Regions from separate parts of the Zea mays genome. Here regions 1 and 2 are each linked to region 3. Evidence: chromatin contacts called from public Hi-C data. All regions are on one chromosome and are shown on one strand. The core of a region is the stretch at or near the end of the contact, and the rest is flanking DNA. Distances in the headings are between cores, read along the strand shown.

Region 1 (2,700 bases), core at 23-2,522, 390 kb after region 3:
TGTGGTACCTTCGATGAAATTAGAGCGAAGAGTAGATGCATGGGTCATTGAAATAGTCTTGCATCAAACAGTCATGGTTGTTTTCATGATCCCAACCAATGTAGCTCTGATGATGCATCCTTTGCTTCCTTCTCATTGAAGACTAGAAAGTAAGCTTTGTCGTTGTATCTATCATAGTTTGATACTACATATCGAGTGGAGGAGACCACGAAAGACATGGCAAATCAACGATAATGGTTTGGTGGAGTAAAAGGAGAGTGACATGAGTGTAATAGGAAGTAGTATGAGCGAATTGGAGAATAATGGGTAGAATCAACCTAATCATCCTCTTCTATTTATAAATCGAATTCCATTTTTATTTTTAATTTTTAATAACTTTAAAACAATGTGAACCAATCAAAATATAACATATGGCTATAAACGGTTGATACAGACAAGTTCACTAACATGTGGATTGGTGTCGGACCCATCATTCAGCCAATAGAACCGATCAATCCTAAGCCGAGCCAGCATCATTCGTGGACTCCACCGTGTCAACGCTAGGTTTCAACAACTGTTTAATGGGGTCTTGGGCTGACTTCGATGGATCGTGTAAAATAGGGAATATGGATTGTAGATAACACTGTTTGACGCTGATTGTAGAGTGAAGTTTGGAATAGAATAAGATAGAGAATAAAAATAAGGAATCGGTCGGAGATGGCCTTACGTACAGTTCTATTGGAGCAAAGAGATATGACATACAGAATACATCTTTATTTGAATTGGCTAATACTACTTGTATTATACTCCCTTCGTATCAATTTATAATCTGTTTGATATTTTTATTTCAAGTTTGATTAGCTCATCTTATTTAAAAAATCATAATTGTTATTAATCGTTACTGTGATGACGTTTAGTATGTAATACTCCCTCCATTCCAAATTATAATTCGTTTGACTTTGATATCCCAAGTTTGATCGGCCCGTCTTATTTAATTTTTTTACGAAAAATGAAAATTTCAAAAACATATTTAAATTATATTATATGCTAAACAATATCATAGCAATAATATGATTTTTTTAATAAGACGAGTCGGTTAAATTTGGAATAAAAAAGTTAAATGAATTATAAATTAGAACGATAGGAGTATACTTTAAATATAACTTTATATTTATTTATTTTTATGAAAAAATTGAATAAGACGAAAAGATCAAACATGTTAGTTTTTTTAAAAAAAAGTCATATGAATTATAAATTGAGAGGGCCCGTCTGTGTCCCCAGCACCCAGCAGACGAACACAAGAGTCCCATCCCATCCCATCCCATAGAAACTGTGATGTGATCCTGCTCTCCCCTTCGTTACACGCAACGCATACGCATGGCATATGCTCCCACAGATTCGCTTCTCCCGGGCCTTCCCTCCTGTTCTGCTGCTGCTCGAATGCTCCAACTAACACCCACCTCCCTCCCTATATTAAGCTGCCCGTCGCTAATGATTCAGCCTCCTCTTATTCTCATTCGATTACACACACACACGGAGAGATCAAATTGATACACTGCGATCTCGATCAAACAAATCAAAAAAAAAAAAAATCTTGCGAGACATTACTGACCGATGAAGTTCGGCAAGCGCCTCAAGAAGCAGATCGAGGAGAGCCTGCCGGAGTGGCGGAGCCAGTTCCTCAACTACAAGGAGCTGAAGCGGCGCGTGAATGCCGTGTCCTCCCGCGGGTCGGCGGCGGATCCGTCGTCGTCCAGCGCCGCGGAGGCCGACTTCCTGACGCTCCTGGACGCCGAGATCGACAAGTTCAACGCCTTCTTCCTGGAGCGGGAGGAGGAGTTCGTGATCCGGCAGAGGGAGCTCCAGGAGCGCATCGGGCGTGCGGGCGGGCCCGAGGCCACGCTGGCGCGCGTCCGGCGCGAGGTGGTGGACTTGCACGGCGAGATGGTGCTGCTGCTCAACTACAGCAGCGTCAACTACACGGGCCTCGCCAAGATCCTCAAGAAGTTCGACAAGCGCACCGGCGGCGTGCTCCGCCTCCCCGTCATCGCGCGGGTGCTGCGGCAGCCCTTCTTCACCACCGACCTCATCTCCGAGCTGGTCAGGGACTGCGAGGCCGCGATGGAGGCCGTCTTCCCGCCCGCCGCCAGCAGGGACCTCCACGGGCGCCAGGCGCTGGCCGTCGCCGGGCAGGGCATCTTCCGCAACACCGTCGCCGCGCTGCTCACCATGCAGGAGGTGCGCAGCGGGAGCTCCACCGTCGGCCATTTCTCGCTGCCGCCCATGCAGCCGCTGCCGGAGTCGGACTGGCTCGTCCAGTCCGTTGACAGCACGCCGACGGCGTCGCCCCTCATCCCCACGCAGTGACTGACGACACCATGGTCCACTTCCAGTTCCATGATCCATGGCACTACAGTGCTACAGCACAGCGGGGCGTATTATATAGTATGCAATATATATACGAGAAGGCACAATAATCTACATACTGTAGTGGTGCTCTGTATGCGGCTGATGTGTACAGTAGTAGTATTTTTTTTTCTCCTTTTGTTGATGAGGTGTTCTTTTCTGCTCCCTTTCTTATTTTACCATCTTTTACCGAAGAAGAAGAATAATAATAATAATAATAATAATAATAATAATAATAATAATAATAATAATAATAATAATAATAATAATAATAATAATAATAATTAGTACTACTAGGACTAGTAGGAGTAAAGA
Region 2 (2,700 bases), core at 200-2,699, 260 kb before region 3:
GCTACGGGTGAACCCTTGCTGGCCATTTGCATCAGGTCTTTTGCCTTCTCAGCAGGGAAGTCATCGAACACAAGGACCTTCCCGCCATAGAAGATAGTCAGCTGGCGCTTCTCTGGCTCCCTGAGAATCAGGATGTTTCCGGTTGTCAAATTTGGTGGCTAACTTATACGCATGAAACGACTTCAACGAGTTAAAATTTTGAAGTTTCAGAACTTGCGTGGCACCAATTGTTCATTCATTTAGTTTCGGAGCGCCAAGTTCTACAGATTCATGGATGGACCTTCTACCATTCAACCACTACGACATAGCAAGAAAGCTTTGGCACACATCACAGAAAGCTTTGCCGGAGATTGTTTGGCAGTCTGGTTTGCAGTGTGAGAAGCCCTACGAACAATACTCTTCAAATATTCAGTTTCAGATGATAAATTAACTTCTCACTATTTTCTGAAGACAAAGATCTGGGTTGTACTGCTGTGTGTGGAGATCGAACCATCTACATCGATCTGAGGCACAACTGTTTGACAAATAAAAAACTGGCCACCAAGAGCTGCTTCTCACAGCAGCTAGATTGTTTTTTTTTTTTTTACGTTTTCAGTCATCAACTGACTACAGCAATAGTACCATGCTAACATGACATGAGAATGGCTGTGAACTGAAACCCAAAAGAACAGAGAGGTATCTATTTCGTCAAGTACCTCGCATCAGGGGCTTCCTTCGTGGCGGCCTCCGAGCCGAATCCAGCGATCTGGGGGAAGAGATCCATGGTCTCCTTCCCCGTCTCCCCCTTTTCCATGTCCGTCGACGTCCTCTTTGCATCGGATTCAGCTGAAACAGGATAGAGCACTCTGCTTCAGTAAAAGTTCAGCCGATAATTTTCAGATAGACTGTACAGAGATGGACAGGAAGCTATCAGATTCGGATGTTAGATCAGCCAGAAGCCCAAATTCTTGATCGAAACCAAATACAAGTGACATATTTGCTTCCAGGTCAAGACTTCGGGACCAGATCTGACACGAGACGACTACGGGAGCACCTCAAAATAGCAACTTTTAGCATGAATCGCACCTCAATTCACCGCTTCTCCCCAACAAACACCGCTAAACTCCCAACAGATAAAGAACACCTACCGACCTCCTCGAGACCCCAAATTTTTCCTCAACAAGAGAAGAGGCTTCACCTCTGATAGCGAGGCCGAGATCGGCAGCGGCGGCACCGTTCTGCCTGACGTAGCGGCTGAGCAGGCTGCAGGCCATGGCGAAGCTGGTCGCCTTCTCCCCGGATTCCGCAGGTGCCATCTTCGCCGCAGGCCTCAAATCTCCACCGCAACTCCGCAAGCAGAAGCGAAAGCCTCCGAATCGACACGAAACCTGATTCAATTTACTCTACTCCCTCGCTCGATGTACTGTTGCTGCTCTGCCCTCCTCTTTCCCCCTTCCTCCGCCGTCTGGGCGTGCTGGGCGTGCATAAAAATGAAGAGGCACTGGGCTCATCTTTATTCCCATTCATAAATTGCGAGTTGGATTCTTTCTCCATTTTAAGCACGTTCTTCTCGTGGTTGCTGGGAGAGCTACTATTGGTCGGAGGTGCCCCAGGTGGCAGAATCCTGATGGTTTGGGATGGCTGGTGCCCGCTGTTTGGAGCAGTGCGCCTGATCGTGGCTGCGGATCGGATCGCCGTCGCCATCTCGGCTCCAATTACCAGCAGAATTCGGATTTCCTGCGGCGGCAGCAGGAGACAGACTCCACCTACGCGCGGTAAGGGCTTGATCGGAGGATTAGAGGAGATTTGATGGGTTTAAAACTTTAAATTCGTAGATGTCAAAATCTTTGATATTTTTTTTCATTCTGACTAAGGCCTTGTTCGTTTGTGCCGGATTGGTGGATCAGAACGATTCTTAACCGGGTTGATTCTCTAATTTATATAAACTTTAATTAACCGGAACAATTCTAAGTGTAATCCGATACAAACGAACAAGATCTAAGTGGTCAACAGAATAACTTGGTTTCTAGCCACCGGTATTGAACCAAAAAAATGGACGTAACTACTAGCTATATGCTAGTTAGCACATTTGACCAAACTGTTAGGGATTAATGTTCATCTTTTTAGCTTTAAATTAATTTATTATAAAATAAATTTCATAAGTAATATAATAGCATTTATTTAATATTATAAACATTAATATTTTTATCAATAGATAATTAAACTTAAGATACTAAATATAAAATTTTGCTAAGATAGAGGGAGTACTATTTCATACAACTCGCTTTGTTGGTGACTTAGAGCAAATTTGGTTTCTTTAGTCCAAGGATAAAGTTTAATCTCTATTTTCTTTGGTTCTAGAGACTAAAAATATTCATATATTATTAAATAAATTGAAATAAGACTAAAATGACATTCACCATTCTTCTGCCAGTACTCTTCTTTCACTATAACAGAAATAACTAAGAGAAGATGGAATTTGAAAGGGAATTAGACTTACACCTTTTTCCTAATTGATTTTGGTGGTTGAATTGCCCAACACAAATAATTAGACTAACTAGTTTGCTCTAGTCTATAAGTTTTACAGGTGCCAAAGGTTCACAACAAGCCAATAAAAAGACCAAAGATGAGTTCAAATAAAGAGAGCTAAAGACATCCCAAAGGCACCCTGGTCTGGCGCACCGGACTGTCCGGTGTGCCACCGGACAGTGTCCGGTGCAC
Region 3 (2,700 bases), core at 179-2,678:
AGTTGTCAAACTATAACCGTTATATATTCATGTGATATTAGGTTTATTGTGATGATGCTTGTGTTGGCATTGCAGGGTGGGTCGACCAGTTTCGTGTGTTAGGCTGCCAATTGCACCACATGGTAACATGACCCGTGATGAGCGTATGGTAATTTACTTTCACGGCCATCGACAATGTATGGGTTCCTTGCTGATATGCCCCAGCCTAGGCTCCCTGCTGGTATGCCGAGGATCTGTCATCTGTAGCAACCAGAACTGGCCAACATGAAATTTATGCTTTGTGGTTTGCATGAACTTTGATTTGCGGTGCCATTCCCAACGCCTCCTCTTATTTTCCATCTGCTACGCGCTAACGTTCAGGCATATCTTGCCAAACTTTAATGAGTGCTGGTGGAATAGAATTATCTTGGATATCTTAATCTGTGATTGCACATCGAGCGCCGGGCTCGCGCCAGCCTGGACCGCTAGGAACGCAGCTCTCCTGCATTTTTGCTTATGCAGGCGAGCGAGCAAAAAAAAGCTCTAGGCTGCACGCGCAGATGTAAGTAGCCGTCATACACTGCAGCCATCCAAACACGAGCGGAGCACGGTCAACATGACGTCCGCTCGGTCAACGCGACGCCATGGGCCTGGACGCCACCAACCAACCAATCACGTGATCAGTTACCAATACCAAGCACTGAAGGTTGCTACTGATGCTCATATGGAAGAACAAACATCTGAATCGTGAAGTGCTGCTTCCTTGCAGAGGTGAAGGCTTTTCTGTTGGATATTCAGCCCCTTTTAATGAATCAAAAAGAGAGAAAGCTGGCAGATACACTGAATCACAAGTATTCATATTATTTTTAACCCATACCAGCAACTTCCCAAGTGACAGAAAATTCAAGCATTATATTCCATACTAAATACATTAAATGTACAAGGATTGCTTGTTTCATAACAATTCCGTGACTATTGGGGAAGAATTTGTGAGATATTGAGCTCGATAATATAAGTGTTTTTGTTTTCATTTAAGAGTTGCGCACCAACATTTTTATCGAATAATTTATGTTCCTTCTCAACACATGTCACTGATTTAACTGTGAATATCATTATATATATTCCCTCTTTCTTGAATATTCGTCATCAGCTAATTTATTTTTAAACTAAAACGTGATAAATAAAAAAGGAAGGAATAAATATAACGTTGCAACATATAATATACACGTTTAAGTTAGTATATTTTTTTCTTTTATTCCCATTACAACGTGCGCACAAAAAGTGGCACCAAAACTTTGAACGGTGGCCATGCTGGAGCGCTTCCCTGTGGCCAACTGGCCAATGGAGGAGAAATATGAACCAACCAATGACAAGTCGGACCCACTGGATTGACAGCCTCTGACGCCGAAAAAGCCACAGATCGGATCGCGGCGGGCAGAGGCCACCTCCGGATTCGGGCGCTCGGCGTAGCCGCGCAGTGGTGTGTCTGCCTCCCTCCTTGTATCCTCCTCGAATTCGAGCGGCGGCGACGGCGGGAAGGGAGATGGAGGCGGTTAGAGGCGATGGGAGGTGGTGCGTGGTGACTGGCGGCCGCGGGTTCGCCGCGAGGCATCTGGTGACGATGCTGCTCCGCTCCGGCGAGTGGCGGGTGCGCGTGGCCGACCTGGGCCCTGCCATCACGCTCGACCGCGACGAAGAAGAGGGTTTCCTGGGTGCTGCTCTCCGCGAAGGCCAGGCCGTCTACGTGTCCGCCGACCTCCGTGACAAGGCCCAGGTCGCCAGAGGTGCGTGGTCTCCCATTTGCCCCCCTTCCCATGTTGTTAGCCAGGTTGGAATCATAAGGCGACGCGGCGGTGCCCTTTCGTTTCGTGTGTGTGTGGGGGGGGATCTGAAGATCCCTTCTATTGGAGGAAGTGGATGTGTTGGTGTCCACTCTTGGGGGCTGCTTAAGAAATCGGATGAACTAGTGATGCTGGACATTGGGGACACATAATTTGGTTCGCAATATTGCTAATATCTGCCTTATATAATCTTCACTTAGTTCCATATGATTGAGCTAACTTTATGTATAGTGTTGATCCCATTTTTGTGGAACTTCCTATTAGCTTCACACTGTGTACATTCCTGGTTATGAGTTTTGTCTAATGTCTAGTTTATATAGTGGCCTAGTGCTTTATTTCGTCCCAGATATTGCTCCTATGTTGATCTTGTTGAAACTAATGAGTTAATCCACAAAGGGTTCACTGTTGAAACCAATGAGTTCATCCAAAGAGGGTTCACCCGTGTGATGTGGAGGTAAGTGGTGGTACAAAACTAGGATCCAGTTTCTGATATTTCAGCTACGGATTTGATGTTTCTTAATCATTGGCATTAACCCGCCTTAGCCTGTAGGATATAATTGGGTGTCATATACTGATATGAGAAATGCATTAAATTGTTTCTCTGTCTTACAATTTTCTAATGAAAATTTGCTGCTAATAATGGGAAGTTTTGAACCAGCTCAGTATGATATTAAACCATACCAGTAAGTTAATGTTATAACTTATAAGGGTGGACTCAAAGCCGGAGTCTTCCAAATGAGTGAGGTCTAGGAAAGGGATAAGCCGAGCAAGCCCTCCCCGCAAATGTGGAGAGACTGCTTCAAACCCGCGACATAGTGACTCAGTGAGACAACTGTCACCATTGTACCCTAAACCCTTTGATGATCTGTGGTCTCTCAAA

The links. Hi-C and Micro-C count contacts between places; a contact is called where the count stands out from the background.
Region 1: a contact with region 3 is called in a Hi-C map of ear, with 3 times the contacts expected there. The contact joins the promoter of LOC100282863 here to the promoter of LOC100283692 in region 3. A contact is called at or near these places in 2 of 25 Hi-C or Micro-C datasets (ear and leaf).
Region 2: a Hi-C map of ear shows a contact between it and region 3, with 3 times the contacts expected there. The contact joins the promoter of LOC100276585 here to the promoter of LOC100283692 in region 3. A contact is called at or near these places in 4 of 25 Hi-C or Micro-C datasets (ear, endosperm, leaf and 1 more).

The regions. Positions count from the first base shown.
Region 1 is chr1:71,082,438-71,085,137 of Zm-B73-REFERENCE-NAM-5.0, forward strand. LOC100282863 (ids4-like protein) reads left to right here and starts at 1,273. Exons shown (of 1, transcript NM_001155769.2): 1 at 1,273-2,546. The coding sequence starts at 1,594. The coding sequence ends at 2,346.
Region 2 is chr1:70,426,451-70,429,150 of Zm-B73-REFERENCE-NAM-5.0, forward strand. LOC100276585 (Protein TIFY 10B) reads right to left here and starts at 1,450. Exons shown (of 5, transcript NM_001150339.2): 1 at 1,178-1,450; 2 at 696-825; 3 at 1-120. The coding sequence starts at 1,295.
Region 3 is chr1:70,691,162-70,693,861 of Zm-B73-REFERENCE-NAM-5.0, forward strand. LOC100283692 (sterol-4-alpha-carboxylate 3-dehydrogenase, decarboxylating) reads left to right here and starts at 1,429. Exons shown (of 12, transcript NM_001156593.1): 1 at 1,429-1,763. The coding sequence starts at 1,523.